Regions from separate parts of the Callithrix jacchus genome. Here region 2 is linked to region 1. Evidence: chromatin contacts called from public Hi-C data. All regions are on one chromosome and are shown on one strand. The core of a region is the stretch at or near the end of the contact, and the rest is flanking DNA. Distances in the headings are between cores, read along the strand shown.

What was found. Hi-C and Micro-C count contacts between places; a contact is called where the count stands out from the background.
Region 2: a contact with region 1 is called in a Hi-C map of induced pluripotent stem cells, with 2.2 times the contacts expected there. The contact joins two enhancer-like sites. A contact is called at or near these places in 2 of 3 Hi-C or Micro-C datasets (induced pluripotent stem cells and skeletal muscle).

The regions. Positions count from the first base shown.
Region 1 is chr2:57,956,859-57,964,567 of calJac240_pri, reverse strand. The region is part of intron 2 of CHLSN (cholesin); the gene reads right to left. Among named protein-coding and RNA genes, the nearest start is that of GPER1, 12 kb to the right of the region's middle. Within about 2 kb of position 3,202, at least 2 of the 16 cell types and tissues checked have an H3K27ac peak or open chromatin away from gene starts, as enhancers often do.
Region 2 is chr2:58,090,686-58,098,394 of calJac240_pri, reverse strand. It overlaps ADAP1 (ArfGAP with dual PH domains 1), which reads right to left. Exons shown (of 12, transcript XM_035290164.3): 4 at 6,198-6,289. The coding sequence starts at 6,286. Among named protein-coding and RNA genes, the nearest start is that of ADAP1, 33 kb to the right of the region's middle. Within about 2 kb of position 3,029, at least 2 of the 16 cell types and tissues checked have an H3K27ac peak or open chromatin away from gene starts, as enhancers often do.

The sequences.
Region 1 (7,709 bases), core at 1,953-4,452:
TTCGCATAGAGTGCCCCCACACATCCCCATGGTCCCGGAGCCATAAGCATCCTGGTTGCCCATGGTCATCACACACTAACCACACACTGACCCACCCATGGGGCCTCTGCTGCCCTTCTTCTCTCGCCACCCCCCACCTGCAGCACATGTGCAGAGGAGGCCATGGAAAAGGTCCAAAGCACACATGACTGCAGCTAAACTCATGAATGGCCTTGCACACGCAGTGGTGCAGACTCAGCTCAGCCGCCCCAGGCCCGGCACACTTGTGGGGCCGCCGCTGTTCCTTGGATTTCTAGGGTCAAACAGAGTCTAGTCAAGGAAGGGCTGTGCATCCTGCTGGTGCGTTTAGCCACATGATTAAGCACATTTCATAATCAGACATGATCATCCCATCAGACACAGAGCTTTCCAGAGCAGTCTGAGGGCTGAGGTTACCGCTTCCCTAAATGTTTCAGGGGCAACACCAGGGACACCAGCCAGGCCTGCAGCCCTCCTTGTAGAAGGGCTTTAGTTATGGAGTCAACTTCTTCTTTTTTTTTTTTGAGATAAAGTCTTGCTCTAACACGCCCAGGCTGGAGTGCAGTGGCACAATCTCGGCTCACTGCAACCTCTGCTTCCTGAGTTCAGATTCTCCTGCCTCAGCCTCCCAAGTAGCTGGGCCTACAGGTGCGCACCATCATGCCCAGCTAAGTTTTGTATTTTTAGTAGAGCTGGGGTCTCACCATGTTGGCCAGGCTGGTCTTAAGCTCCTGACCTCAAGTGATCCACCTGCCTTAGCCTCCCAAAGTGCTGGGAGCAAAGGCGTGAGCCAGGGCGCCTGGCCTGGAGTCAACTTCTTTAACCTTTACAGGACTGATGGAGGCTTCAAATTCTTCTTGGGTCACTAAGGTAATTTGTATTTTAAAAGAACCTGCCCAATATTGGCATACGGTTGTTACAATGTTCCCTTACTGTCATTTTGTTGTCTCTAGAAGGATCTGAAAACGTCCCGGGCCCACCAACCAAAACCAGGTCCTGAAACTCAGGGCTGGCCACAGAGAGGAAGGCACTCTTGTGACCTGTGGTTCTCACCCATTCTGCGGCTTCACACGGAAACAACATAAACCCTCCTTTGGTATGAATTTAAAAATAATTAAAGACAATGACCAGAGGCCAGCGGAAGGGAAGGGCAGAAAGCTTTCTAGCCACAATGCCCTTCCTCACCCTGTTCCACTCCTGTTTGGGAGACACATGGCCGGCAGCTGCTCCCCAGCACCAGCAGCTCTTCCTGCGTGTCCCAGGTGAGCTCCCACCCACCCCTCAGGCTCAGCTTCCCAACCTGTAATCCTGCTAGAATCTGTGACTGAGCTGCCGTGGTACTGACTTGCTGCTATTCAACAACTTAGAGCTTTCTTACCTTCTCACAAGTCCCTGAGCCACTGTTTTCACTGTGGTTTCCTTCCCCGGCTGGTATGTGGTTCTTATGAAAACAGAAGGTCTGTGGGAAAAGTGAAGAATGCCCTTGAATTCACCGCTGCTGCAACGCCCCCTTCCCAAACCCTGGCACCCTTCTTGGGGTTCCACAGCACAGGACCTGGCAGCCAGCATCTCAACACTGGGGAACACATTCCTCCCTCTCCTCGGGGCAGGTCCAGCCCAGCGGGTGCAGGGCCAACTCCAACAAGTGCTTTCTAAACTGCAATTTCCTTGTCTACAAAAGGACAATCCCAACGACAGAACCTAGGGTCAGAGCTGCATGAACTGCAACCAAGTGGCGTTTACAGCAGCACACGGCACTCAGCAGACCAGAGGCGCTCAGTGACCACTGCCACAGTGACCGTTAGCACGGCGGGGTAGGGGGCAAGGAAGCAGCGCTGCAGACGTGGAGCCAACCTGAAAACTGCCTTCCTTGGAAACGCTTCTGTCCCAGAACCTGCAACTCCCCAAGGTGTCTGTGTCCCATGGCCCCAGGCCCCATGCTCTGAGGTCGCAGAGGCGTCCGAGGCCAGGAGGGGTGCTGAGGAGATGCAGAAGAAACAGCATAGCAGCTGGGGAGGCGGCAGCCATGAGGCCTGCGCCTGACATGCCACACAGCCTGCTGAGCAAACACCCGAGGGACCTGCCAGTGTCATAAGCTCTGCCGATCAGAGAGCAGAGGGCAAGGCGGGTGGAATCCAGGGTGGGTACAGAGCTGAGAGCAGGACAGACATCCCTCCAGCCTGGCAGCTGCCCCACGTCATAAGCAGGAAGATGCATGAGCCGGGGGGCTCCTCCTTGCGACTACAGATATGTGGGCTGTGGGAGAGCAGCGGAATGAACCAAGGGCAAAGCAGTCTGTGGAGGGCGCCTGCAGCATCCCAGGACCAGCCTTGCCGTAGCCTCTGCCCAACACACCCCCTCCTCTGGCCTCCTTGAATTCTCCTGAGGACCAAACATGCGAGGGGTGTGGCTCCTAGGCCACCTGAGCAGTGACAAGCTGGAAGGATGGTTAGAAACAACCATTTGAGGGCTCTGGAAGCCAACCGAGGCCGCACAACAAATCGGGTCACGTTTATTAAAAAAACCTCCTGATCTCCAGTAAGAACAGCAGAGTCTGAGTCACCAAAGCCTGGGGATGTCACTTTCCAGGGCACCCCACTCTCAGCTCCAGTGGTCGAGTCCACCAAGTCAGGATGGGTCCAAGGACCAGAGGGTGAAGCAATTCACAGTGGAGCTCGGGAAGATCCGCGCCTGGGGCCCTGTCAGAAACCACGGGGGTCTTGTGACAAGCAGCTGAGGGAGGCCAACGTGGCAGAGTCAGGGCTGTACAACTGGCTGGAACAAGCATTCAGACCCGCTAGAAGGGTAGGAGAAGCACTGCAGCGTGGAGCACACCAGGGAGGGGCATGCCAGGGAGGAGCACGCCAGGGAGAAGCACCGTCAGTGAGGCTGCAAGGGGCACCACTGTGAGAGGCACCACCTTTCCTGGGCCTGCATGGTGCTCAGCAGGCGGCGGTGGGGGGACCTCTCTCCCAGGCACAGGCTCTGGGGAGTAGTCCCCCTGCAGCACTGGTGGTCTCCTGTGGATGTGCCGTGCTGGTTTTCAGAGACTGCAGGTGGGCTGGGCGAGGTGTAAACAGGCCTGAGAGGGTTCCCTTAACATGAGTAAGCGTCATCCACAAGGCATGAGCACCAGGGAGAAATGTAAAGGTCTACACTTGCAGTTTCCAACAGGGCTGGCCCTGGGAAAAGCCGCAGAGGAAGGGAAGCTGGCCCTGAGTTAATGTCCAAGATCTTTTCCTCCACTTGGCAGGGCTCTCTGCCTTCAGGGACCAGGGACTGGGGGACTCAGCCAGGACTCTTCCCAGCCCAAAGCTGCAGCCTTCTCAGAGAGCTGGGGGAGGGGAGCATAGGGACGCATGCTGCTTCTAGCAGCAGCTCCTGCACAGCCCATGCCTGACCCCTGGGTGAAGCTCCAGGTGCAGGCTTACAGGGCCCAAATGCGCTCCTGGGGCTTGGCTAGTCGGCCAGGATTGCAGGCCGATCAGGTGAAAACCTGGGCTTTACCACCTTACCCCATGCGGGACTCACAGCCAGGCCAGGCCTCACCTGCCCGCTGGGACTCTGGGACAGTGCCTGCTCTAGACAGAGGCTGGGAGCTCCGTGAAGGACACATGGAGTGGGGCAGGGCCTGTAGCTCACCCGTTTGGCTCTGGCTGGCCAGGTGTCCCTCAAGCCCTAGTTCACTCTTCCCCCAAACACTCAGCTCCATCCCCCCACCGCCCCAGCTGGTCAGGGATCTGTCAAGGCTGCTGGTGAATGGCCAGCTGAGGAGGTGGGAAGGCCTGTGGAGAGGGAGGGCTGGGGCCACGAGGGGCAGGAGGGCACGAAGGTTGCTACAGGAGGAGCAGGAAGCCAAGAGCCGCTAACAGCCCCACCAGGTCCTGCCAGGGCAAAGCAGCCAGCAAGGAGTGGCCACCGGGATCTCGGTCCTGACAGCCACCCTTGCCAGGAGCCTGTGGAGCCACAAAACCCTGGCTGCCAGGGCCAAGACCCTCCTGCCTGCTGCCCATAGTTCATGGCAACAGGAGTGGGGTCAGTCCAGCCCACAGGGCCAAGCACCCACTGAGCTTTGTGAAGGAGTGCTGACGGGCTCACACAAAGTGGCCTCCATACAAGGGAGGAGAGGCTGACATGGCCTGCACTGGGCAGACAGGGCCACGGGCATCCCAATGGGGCAGAAGCAGCCATCTCTAATGAACTCCAGTCCTGTCCTGCTGATTCAAACCTGCTCTCGGCACCGTGGAACAGCCAGGACAGTGGGACAGTGGGAAGGGCTTCTCATGGGCAGGGGAGGAGCTGTGTGCTGTTTCTAGGTATGGGGACAGTGGGAAGGGCTTCTCCTGGGCAGGGGAGGGGCTGTGTGTTGTTTCTGAGTATTGGGACAGTGGGAAGGGCCTCTCCCGGGCAGAAGAGGGGCCGTGTGCTATTTCTGGGCATCCTGCTGCTGAGGAGGGAAAGGGGAGCTGAGAAGCTCCAGGATTTCTCAAGGGTGATGCATGGAGGCCCAGGGCCTTGGTCCATCTTCACTGACAGTATAGGGGTCCCGCAGGTATGCGCTGGGTCTCCCGACCCAAGTGAGAAGCAAGATGTGCCCAACCTCCACCTCTGGATGGACAGAAACACATCCCACAGCCTTTGCCAGGGTGAGGCGGCAGTGGAGAAGCAACCACAGCCAAGGCTGTGTCCCAAGGCCTTTATACGATGAAGTCTCAAATTACACTCCCAAGCAACTAGAAGCTGAGACCCGAGGGCCCACAGGGACAGAGCTGAGGCCAGGGAAGGGTGACCAGCAGACCTCCACAGCCATCCTGGGTCCCCAAGCAGGCAATGTCTGGCTGCTCTTCTGCTGTCCGCTTCCCTACATGGGCACCCCAAATCACGCGAGAGAACTGTGACCTCAGAAGTTCACGCTGCTTCTACACAGAAACAATAATGTGTGAACCACCTTGGGAAGATGTGTAAAACAAGAGCAGACCTGGAAAGGATCTAGAAAAGCAGTTCAGAAACTGCTCAACTGTCCACCCAGGGGAAACAGTTTCGTGAACTACCGTCACAGCACTGCAATTACTTATCCATTAAAAATGATAATAAAACCCAGGAAGACGCCCGGAAAACATTGAATAAACCAGTGTGCTGAGCAAATCTGCAGAACTCCCGTCCATGCCCAGAGCAGATGCATTACGGGAAGTGAGGCGGGGGCAGCTCCTTTGAGGTGCCCATGGTGGGCAGGCCCTGGCCAGGGCTGAGAGGCCCAGGGGCAGGGGTGATTCCCAGATGCCCTCCAGGAGGCATGGGCCCACAGGAGACACCAGCCCTCATCACAGGAGTCCCCTGCCTCCCGGCTCTGGGGAAGCAGCCTGGAGAAGTGGAGAAATTCCACAATTTCTAGAACCACTCTGAAGGGCTGTTGAAGGAGCAAGAGCCAATACTGCCAATGAGCATACAATTCTCAAGGGCCTGGCTTTGGGGAGCTCCCCAAGCCCCCAGCCTGACCTTGGCAGCCCCTCGGCACAGCTCGGGAGTGAGTCCCACAAACTCCTGGCTTTTGGCCCGAAACAGACTGCGCAGAGTTCTTCCCAGGGAACTCCGGGGCTCAGTAAGATCCTTTGCTTTCGCTGAAGTTAGAAGCATAGGTTCTGGCGGGAATGAAAAACTGAGTGATCACTTTGGTGGTTTCATATAAAGCTAAATGTGTACTCACTGTAAGAACCAGCAATGCCCAATCTTAGGGATCCATCGAAAATAAAATTTACGCTCACATGAAACCCTGTATGCAGACATTCAGAGCAGCTTTATAACAGACGAAATCTGGAAGGAACTCAAGTGTCACCCCACGGTGGATGGACAGACTGCGGCACAGCCTACTGTGCTTAGTGGCGAGCAGGCACAGTCACTTCGCGCACAACGTCACACACAATCTCAAGTGCAGGAGGCAGGGGACAGCCAGGCTTGGGGGCTCCACACGCCCAGGTGCCGCCCGCGCGATGGGCTGGGGAGTCTGATCACCGGAGCAGAGGGCAACCATGCAGTGTTGGGTTGGATGGAAAGAGGGGTGGACCAACCAGGGACGGGCAGAGGAGTCTGGAACAGAATGGTTTCGTGTGCTGCCTGCAAGCGCAGTGCTTCTGTGACTAGATGCCTCTGTGGTGTGTGCCAAAAGGAGTATTTTACCACACGTACATTTAAAAAATTTTTAAAAGTCCAGGTTCTCAGCCAAAGCACCCAGGCTCAGACTGCAGTCACATCATTAAGCAGCTGAGTACCAGCAGCAATGACCTCATCCCTCTGACTCCATGACTTTGACTACAGAGGGTCGCAGTCAATTATATACAAAGTGCCCCACACGTGGGAAGCTCTCAGTGAGAGAGGGGGCCTGAGAACCGTCTGACCTGGGCCCTGCACCTTGGCCCACTCTGCTTGCACTGCCTTTAGGGGTAAGATAGGGGAGAGGGTGCCAGGCCGCCACGGCCCAGGGTGCAGGGGCCAGGTGGGAAGAACAAGAAGGCCAGCCAAGTGGGAGATGGCACGGGCCCTGCATGTCACTTTGCCTCCTAGGCTGCAGAGTGGCAGCAGTGGAGGAGAGGGGGAGCATGTCCCCCACCCGGCAGCCCAACAAGAGTGCGACCTGCGGCTCCCAAAGGGTTGGGTCCCTCCCAGCATGCCCTCATTCAGGACCACCAGCACCACCAGGGCTGGGAAACTGTGCCAGGCAGTGCCACATAGAGAATGGCTTGGTTCCTCCTAGTGTGCTGTCATCCAGGGCCACCAGGGCCCTCAGGGCGGGGGGCTGTGCTGGGCAGTACCACCGGGAGACAGGCGTGGTGCCCAGGCTGGGTGGGGGGGGTCTGCTCCACCAGACTGACCTCGCCAGGCCCGGGACTTGAGAGGGCTTCTGGGATAACTGTGAGGACCCCTCTCTCCTAAGACCACTCCTAAGAACCAGTGAGGTTCATGAAAGGTAGGAGAAGGGGAGCCTGTCTGGGGCCACTCAGAATTCTTCCCTTTCCTTGTAGAGCCTGGGCAGAAGAACCACAACAAAACCTAAGTACCAACACACCAGCTTTAGTTGGGCACGGCAGTAAGGGGGCAGCCCAGAGCAAGGGGCAGCCAGAGAGCCTGTGCGGCACCCATCAGGTGGACGGGGAAGGTGAGACCCGGCGCTCAGGTCACACATGCACATTAGGTAGCTGGGCACCAGGAGCACTGGCCTCATCCCACACACAGCAGGCAGGCTGTAGAGCCAGAGCCAACCCTGCTTAGGAACCCGGGAGCCCCTGACCCAGACGAGGCATGGCCTCGGGGAGGGACAGGGAGGCCTCTGAAAGCCATGGCTTCCTTCTGTCTGTACAGGGCTCCCTCCTGTCCACAAGAAAAGCGCAATAATAAGCAGAAAGCAGGCAGCGGCCTTCACCTCAGCTCCAGACTGTGCTCTTATGGCCAAGTTCAGTTGTGTGTCTGCCTCCATCCCCCACCCACTGGGTGGCCAGGCCTGGCTATAACCACATGGGAGACCAGGGTGGACCCTACAAGCAGGGACAGCACCTGACAGCGACATCCACAAACACCATGCCGCAGGAGCACACACTCCCACACGAAGGTCTGCAGCTGATGGCTGCGGGATGGGACATCTGGACAGCCTTACTCGTACTTCAGACTTGCAGTCCATGTTGAAAAGATCTTTTTCCAAT
Region 2 (7,709 bases), core at 1,780-4,279, 130 kb before region 1:
CAGGCTGGAATGCAGTGGCATGATCTCAGCTCACTGCAACCTCCACCTCCAGGGTTCAAGCAAGTCTGCCATCTCAGCCTCCTGAGTAGCCAGGATTACAGGCACCTGCCCCCATGCCCAACTAATTTTTATATTTTTAGTAGAGATGGGTTTCCACCATGTTGCCAAGGCTGGTCCTGAACTCCTGACCTCAGGTGATCCACCTGTGTTGGCCTCCCAAAGTGCTGGAGTTACAGGTGTGAGCCACCATGCCTGGCCTTTTCTTCTTTTTTTTAGTGAGATGGTGTCTCACTGTGTTGCCCAGGCTAGAGTGCAGTGGTGCAGTTGCAGCTTACCCCAGTCTTGACCTCCTAGGCTCAGGCGACCCTCCTGCCTCCGCTTCCTCAGTAGCTGGAACCACAGGCACATGCCACCACACCTGGGTAATTTTTTTTTGTAGACACAGGGTCTTGCCATGTTGCCCAGGCTGGTCTCAAACTCCTAGGCTCAAGCGATCCTCCTGCCTTTGCCTCTCATAGTGCTGGGATTTTGGGCATGAGCTACCTCACGCAGCTGAACCCCTCCTTTTCATGTGCACCTCTGTGATGATTAGGGAGGCTGGCTCATCTAGGATTTAGAAAGTAAAAGCCCACCCCAGTCTGCCCGCCCGAGGCCCGGCAGCTTTTTTTTTGAGACAGAGTCTTGCTTTGTCACCAGGCTGGAGTGCAAGATCTCGGCTCACCGCAACCTCCGCCTCCCGGGTTCAAGCAATCCTCCTGCCTCAGCCTCCCAAGTAGCTGGGACTACAGGCTCACGCCACCACACCCAGCTAATTTTTGTATTTTATAGTAGAGGCAGGGGTTTCACCATGTTGGCCAGGATGGTCTCGATCTCACCCACCTCAGCCTCCCGAAGTGCTGGGATTACTAGTGTGAGCCACCATGCTTGACTGACCTTATCTTAACCTGAATTCATCTGCAAAGATCCTATTTTTTTTTTTTAAGTTTAGTTTTTTTTTGTTGTTTTTTTTTTTTGAGGTGGAGTTTTGCTCTTGTTGCACAGTCTAGAGCGCAATGGCAGGATCTCAGCTCTGGCAGGATCTCGGCTCATCGCAACCTCCATCTCCCAGGTTCAAGCGATTCTCCTGCCTCTGCCTCCCAAGCAGCTGGGATTACAGGCTCCCACCACCATGCCCAGCTACTTTTGTATTTTTACTAGAGATGGGGTTTCTCCATGTTGGACAGGCTGGTCTTGAACTCCTGACCTCAGGTGATCCGCCTGCCTAGGCCTCCCAAAGTGCTGGGATTACAGGCGTGAGCCACTGTGCCCAGCCGATTCTATTTCTTTTCTTTCTTTTAGAGACAGGGTCTCACTGTGTCTTCCAGGCTGGGGTGCAACAGTGCAATCACAGCTCACTGCAGCCTCCAACTCTGGCACTCTAGGATCCTCCTGCCTCGGCCTCCCGAGCAGCTGGGACTAGAGGTGTGCACCACGACAGCTTGGCTAAGTTTTTAATTTTTTGTAGAGACAAGAGCTCAGTATGTTGCCCAAACTGGTCTGGAACTCCTGGGGTCAAGCAGTCCTCCCACCTGGGCCTCCTACAGAGCTGAGATTACAGGCGTGAGCCTTGTGTCCGGCCCCTATTTCCAAGTAAGTTCACCTTCACAGGTGCTGCGGGTTAAGACTTGAACACGTCTTTTTGGGGACACCAGGCAGCCACCTGAGCTGCTCTGGCTGTGTGACCGCAGAGGCATTGCCCCCCCAGCACCCAGCATCCTGTCTGCAACCCGAGGGTCACAGAGCAGCCTCTTGGAGCCATAGGAGAACCCCAGGCTATAGTGTGGAAGCCAGGGGCTTCTGGACAAGAGGCAGGTGCCAGGGATGGCTTTGACAACCACACCTGCCAAAAGCCCTCAGGGCAGGGCACCCACGGGGTCTGCAGCCCTGCCCTGGTGCAGATTCCGCCCTGTGTCCATCCCTGAGTGTCCGTCCCTGAGTGTCCGTCCCTGAGTGTGCCTTCTGCCCGAGTTCGGCCGGCTTCTGCTGCATGGATTTCAGGACCCCGTCAACACCCTTCCTGGAGGCTTTGCCTCTCAGGAAAGTGACCCCGCAGAGTCCTAGCTTTGCTTTTACACAGTGAATGAGTGGCTCATACAGGTGGGTTTTTTCCCTTTTTATTACAGGGAAAATAGCCAGGGTGGTGCTCACAGCCCCGCACCTGCCACTCAGCCCCCGGCCCTGGCCCCTGTTGGCCATTCCAGGTGTTTATGAGGCTGCCACCACCTGAACTGCACCCCCATCCTACAGGGAGACCTGCCCCCAGGGCCTGAGTGTGCCTTGAGTTGGAAATATCGTGGTTGCAGTTTAGTTAAGATGAGGCCACACAGGAGCAAGGTGGCCTCCAATCAATGTGCCAGGAGCCCTTAGGAAGGGGAATTAGGACACAGATGGGCACACAGGATCCACCATGTGAGGACACGCCCCAGAGAGGCCTCGTGAGAAGCAGCCTCCAACCTCCAGCCTCCAGAGCAGGGAGAAAGTAGATTTCTGTTGCTCTGGGCTGCTGGGCATGTGTTTCTGCATTCTGGGAGCCCCAGACATGAATGCAGAGCCCTGTCCAGCCTGGACACAGGGGTGCTTGCTGGGATGGGAAGAGAGGAGCCCCCCAGCCAGTGCTGCCAGCAGCTGAGGGCTCGCCCTGTTCACCCCTCGCCACACAGGAAGCGGGGAGGGGCCAGTTTCCACCCAGAAATAAAACCAAGCAGAGCAGCCACACGACTTTCTTTCCCCGATGTCAAGATAGAAACTCGAGGGCCCTGAGGGTGACACAGGAAAAGGCGGGTCCCGGCCTCTGAGTCACAGGCCTGTGCTAAAGATAATCACATGGGACCCTCTGCACTCCCCTGGGGGCTCACCCTCCCCTGTTATGTCGGGGGAAACTGAGGTCCTGGGCCTCTACCTGGCTGGAGGCAGGTAGGGTGCCTGTCCTACCTGGAGCTACCCCCAGTGTGTCACAGCCGGGAAGCCACAGGGCATGGTGTGGGGACCTTCCAGGACCCTGCTCCGGGACCATGCCCACCACTCTTAGCTCCTGCAAAGATGCCACCCTCCAGGCTACACAGCAGGACCACGCTGCACCCCCCCCCAGGCTACACAGCAGATCCACACTGCACCCCCACACCCTCCAGGCTACACAGCAGGACGATGCTGCACCCCCTCGCCACCCTCCAGGCTACACAGCAGGACCACGCTGCACTGCCACCCCCCCACCCTCCAGGCTACACAGCAGGACCATGCTGCACCGCCCCCCGGAGGCTACAGAGCAGGACCACACTGCACCCCCCCACCACTCTCCAGGCTACACAGCAGGTCCACAATGCACCCCCCCCCGCCACCCTCCAGGCTACACAGCAGGACCATGCTGCACTGCCCCCCCCCACTCCAGGCTACACAGCAGGACCATGCTGCACCGCCCCCCCCCACTCCAGGCTACACAGCAGGACCACACTGCACCCCCCCACCACTCTCCAGGCTACACAGCAGGTCCACACTGCACCCGCCCCCTACTCCAGGCTACACAGCAGGACCACACTGCACCGCCCCACCCCACCCTCCAGGCTACACAGCAGGTCCACGATGCACCCCCTTCCAGTTACACAGCAGGTCCAGGCTGCACCCACCCCCCCAGGCTACACAGCAGGACCACGCTGCACTCCCCCATCCTCCAGGTTACACAGCAGGTCCATGCTGCAACCACCCCCCGCAACTCTCCAGGCTACACAGCAGGTCCATGCTGCATTCCCCCCCAGGTTACACATCGGGTCCACACTGCAGCCCCCCAGGTTACATAACAGGTCCAGGCTGCACTCCCCCCTCCAAGTTACACAGCAGGTTCATGCTGCACTCCCTGATATGCCCACCATGCCGCAGCATCCAGGGCTCACACAGGCTTCACACCCCACCCCAGATGGTGGGTGTCAGCCCCAGGAACTTCCTCACCCAGGACCCAACAGCAGCAGCCCCCAGCCCACAGAGCACAACTCCCCCAGGCCCCGCACCCATGTCTACTCCTGGTCCCGGCTCAGAACAGCCCAAGAGTGAGAAGAGGAGGAACTCGAGGCAATGACCCAAGCCACAGAGCAGCCGGGGGTGGGGTGATAAAATAATGTATTGAAAATAGCTGTGCTGGGGCTCCCTGATTCATACTGAGAACCTGCAGGGCGGGGCTAGGGTTTCCCTATGAGAGCTGGGGCAGAGGAGGAGCTGCTGGCACCCAGGGTCTCAGGATGCAGGCACAAGGGGCCAGGGCCCCAGGCCTACCCTTGTGGGAGGGGAGAGGTGAACAGAGGGGCTGAGCCAACAGCCTCAGTCTCCTCAGCGGCGACATGGGAACTGCAGCTGGACCTGTCTCCAGGTTTCAGGGAGGCTCATCAAGAAAACGCCTGTCGCTGGGTGCGGTGGCTCACACCTGTAATCCCAGCACTTTGGGAGGCCGAGGCGGGTGGATCACGACATCAAGAGATCGAGATCATCCTGGTCAACATGGTGAAACCCCCGTCTCTACTAAAAATACAAAAAATTAGCTGGGCATGGTAGCGTGTGCCTGTAATCCCCACTACTTGGGAGGCTGAGGCAGAAGAATTGCCTGAACCCAGGAGGCGGAGGTTGCAGTGAGCCGAGATCGCGCCATTGCACTCCAACCTGGGTAACAAGAGCGAAACTCCGTCTCAAAAAAAAAAAAAAAAAAAAGAAAACGCCTACCACATGAGGAGACTGGGGCCGGGCACAGTGACCCCTTAAAATAACAAATCAACATGCAGCAAAGAAACTACGGCACTCATGGCCTGAGCACCCCTCAGCCCTGCTCCCTGCAACAACCTAGACAGCCCTTCACCAAGACCCAGGGAGGCCAGCTGGCACTGTGATCCCAGCACTTTAGGAGGCTGAGGCAGGAGGATCACTGGAGCCCAGGAATTTTCCACCAGCCTGGGCAACATAGAGAGACCCCCCTGTCTCTGTATTAAAAAGAAAAAAAAGAAAAGCCCAGGGTGGTCTGTAGGGTTAGCAGCCAGGAAGTCCGTCCCTCCTCCCTCCTCCTCCTCCCTCTTGCTCCTCCCTACCCTGCTCCCCACCCGCCTTCCATATTCTCCAAGAGGCCCTCGGATCCAGTGAGGACACCTGACCCCGCTGCCCCCTCAAGGAGCTCACTGCAAGGGGCACAGACCCCAGGCAGGGCCCTAGATGCCAGGGAAGGCCTCTGGTAACTGCAGTCCCCCCAGCAGCTCCGTGGTGGACTCTCTCACCCCCGTGTCAGGGCAGAGCCAGCAACAGCACTCAGGCCCCTGGGGCTGGGAGGCCAGGGGTCTCTGCTTTTCTGCCGCACGGTGGCTCACACTGAACCCTGCACCCAGCCCATTCTCGCGGTGTCACTGCGGGGTGGGCCCTCCAGTGAGTGGGTTCACGGAGCGAGTCAACAGAGGGAGCTGCTGAGTAGACAAGAAGCTGGGCGCTGCCGGGGGCTGGGATTGAGCTGGGGCTGGAACCCGGCAAGAAGCTCGGGGCCGGAGGGCACCCAGGGGGCCACATGTCCCTTCCTTGTGACAGGCAAGAGGTTGGTGTGAGCACAGTCAGGCCAGGCCCTGTGTGGCTGTCACCTGTCATTCCCACTGGCTGAGTAGATGGGGAGATTGACGCTTCGAAGGCGGGTGTTGGCAGAGGTGGCTGGTGCGAAGTTCCGAAGCAGGCCTCTCTCCACAACCCCCTGACCATAGTATGCCAGAGGATGGGGTCCCAGGCTTCCCTGACAGGGCCACCGGAACCCATGTCCATTCCTGCCCCGAGGAGCCAGGGCAGGCCCCAAACAACAGCAGCCCCTCACATCCTCCTCCCAGACCTCGGGGAGTACCCAGGAGGCCCCCTCAGATCCACTTGAGATCCCTAAGGCCCCAGTGAACCTGGGTGGACTGCAGCTACTGATGCAGAATGCCCTTCGCAGTCCTGCCCTGGCGCCTCCTGCCCCCCCCACCCCAGAAGCAAAGCCCAGTGGCAGGCAGTGGATGCAGGTGGCATGTCAGGGTCTGGGGGGCACAGCTGCAGCTCCTTCTCCCTGAACCCTGTGGGTGGCACCCACCAACCCACCCTCCTGGGTCCTCCCGGGGCCATCTCAGAGCCACCCCTCGCTGTTTACCGCAGCCCTGACAAGGCCCCTTTGTACTCACTGGCAGTCGGAGAGCGTGGGCCGGTAGTAGAAGGAGGGCACTTTGGACTCGAACTTGGCTCTCGAAGCATCATTCCCATGACAGGCCATGAACTGCAAGAGAGGGGCATCCGGGTCAGAGGCCTGGGGTCCCGGGGGCAGCCAAGGGGTGCCGGCTGCACTCGGGGCCCTCACCACAGGGACCCAGCAGACCCAAGGCTCTGAGGGCTCCGCCAGTGCCAGGACGGGAACCCCCACCTCCTCCCACCCCAGGGACACCATTTCTGAGTGATCAACCCTCCCCTGGCACTGGAAGGAGCCAGCATCCCTAAAGATGGGGTCCTGGCAAAGGGGGCCCAGGGGCCATTCCTCTCTTGAGGATGGGTCTGAGGTCTGCCCCACTGTTTCAATCTCTGAGTCCACCTATGCCAGGCATCCCATGGGAGAGAGCTGGCTGCATCCTGTGACCCCCATCTCTGCCCCAGAGAGGCAGGGGATCCTCGTTCACCCAGCTCCCTAGCTCACATGTAGCAAGGACCCCACAGGTGCCAGACATGGGCTGCTGAGAGAGAGACCCAGACCCAGCCCAGACAGAGTCTCTGAGGCCCACACACGGCAGAGACCCAGAACACGTTTACAAAGCATAGAACAGGCTGAGGGAGAAGGAAATGGCGCTGGGAAGAAGGGGAGGTCTCTGGGAGGCCGTCACACGAACTGTGCTCCTGGCAGATGCAAACAACCTTTAGGTGGATGCTGGCAATGGTGTGCTGAGCAGGGAAAGTGGGGCTGGCAGGCCGGGGCAAGGGGCCCCACTGTACCCCACACCAGCCCTGAGGGCATGGGACGGTTCAGTTTGCCGTGCTCTAAGCCCCCGGGGCAGCTGCTGTTTGCACTTTCCAGCTCGTTGAACGCCACTCAGCTGAGGCTGCGGCCAGGCCCAGCCAAACAGAAGTCCCCTCACATCACCTGCTCCCAGGACCACTCAGCTGCAAACAGGGAGGACTCAGAGGAGCAGCTGGAAAAGTCACAAGCAACACGAGGTTGGCACCAAATTACAATTCAAAAACCAGTGGCTTTTCATAGAAAGCACCATCCCTTAGAAGACAGAATCGTAGGAAAGCTCCCATCTCCAACAGCAATGGGGCAAGGCACCCGGGCCGCTGGATGAGCAATGCCCCAGGTCTCCATGAAGAAAAGCTGCAGGTGCTCCTAAGGACACAGAAAGACCTCGGCCAGAGACACAGGGAGGCGGGAAAACGTCTCCTTAGGGAAGTCGACACGTTTTTTATAATTGTCAAAAACCGCAATAGAATTTATTATTATTTTACCTAAAAATGGTTCTAAAATTTATTTTATTTTTTATTTTTTTATTTTTAAGAGATGGGGTTTCACCATATTGGTCAGGCTGGTCTCGAACTCCTGACCTCAGGTGATCCACCCACCTCGGCCTCCCAAAGTGCTGGGATTACAGGCGTGAACCACCACGCCCAGCCCGGTTCTAAAATTTAAAAAGTTAGCAAGGGCTGGCCGGGGA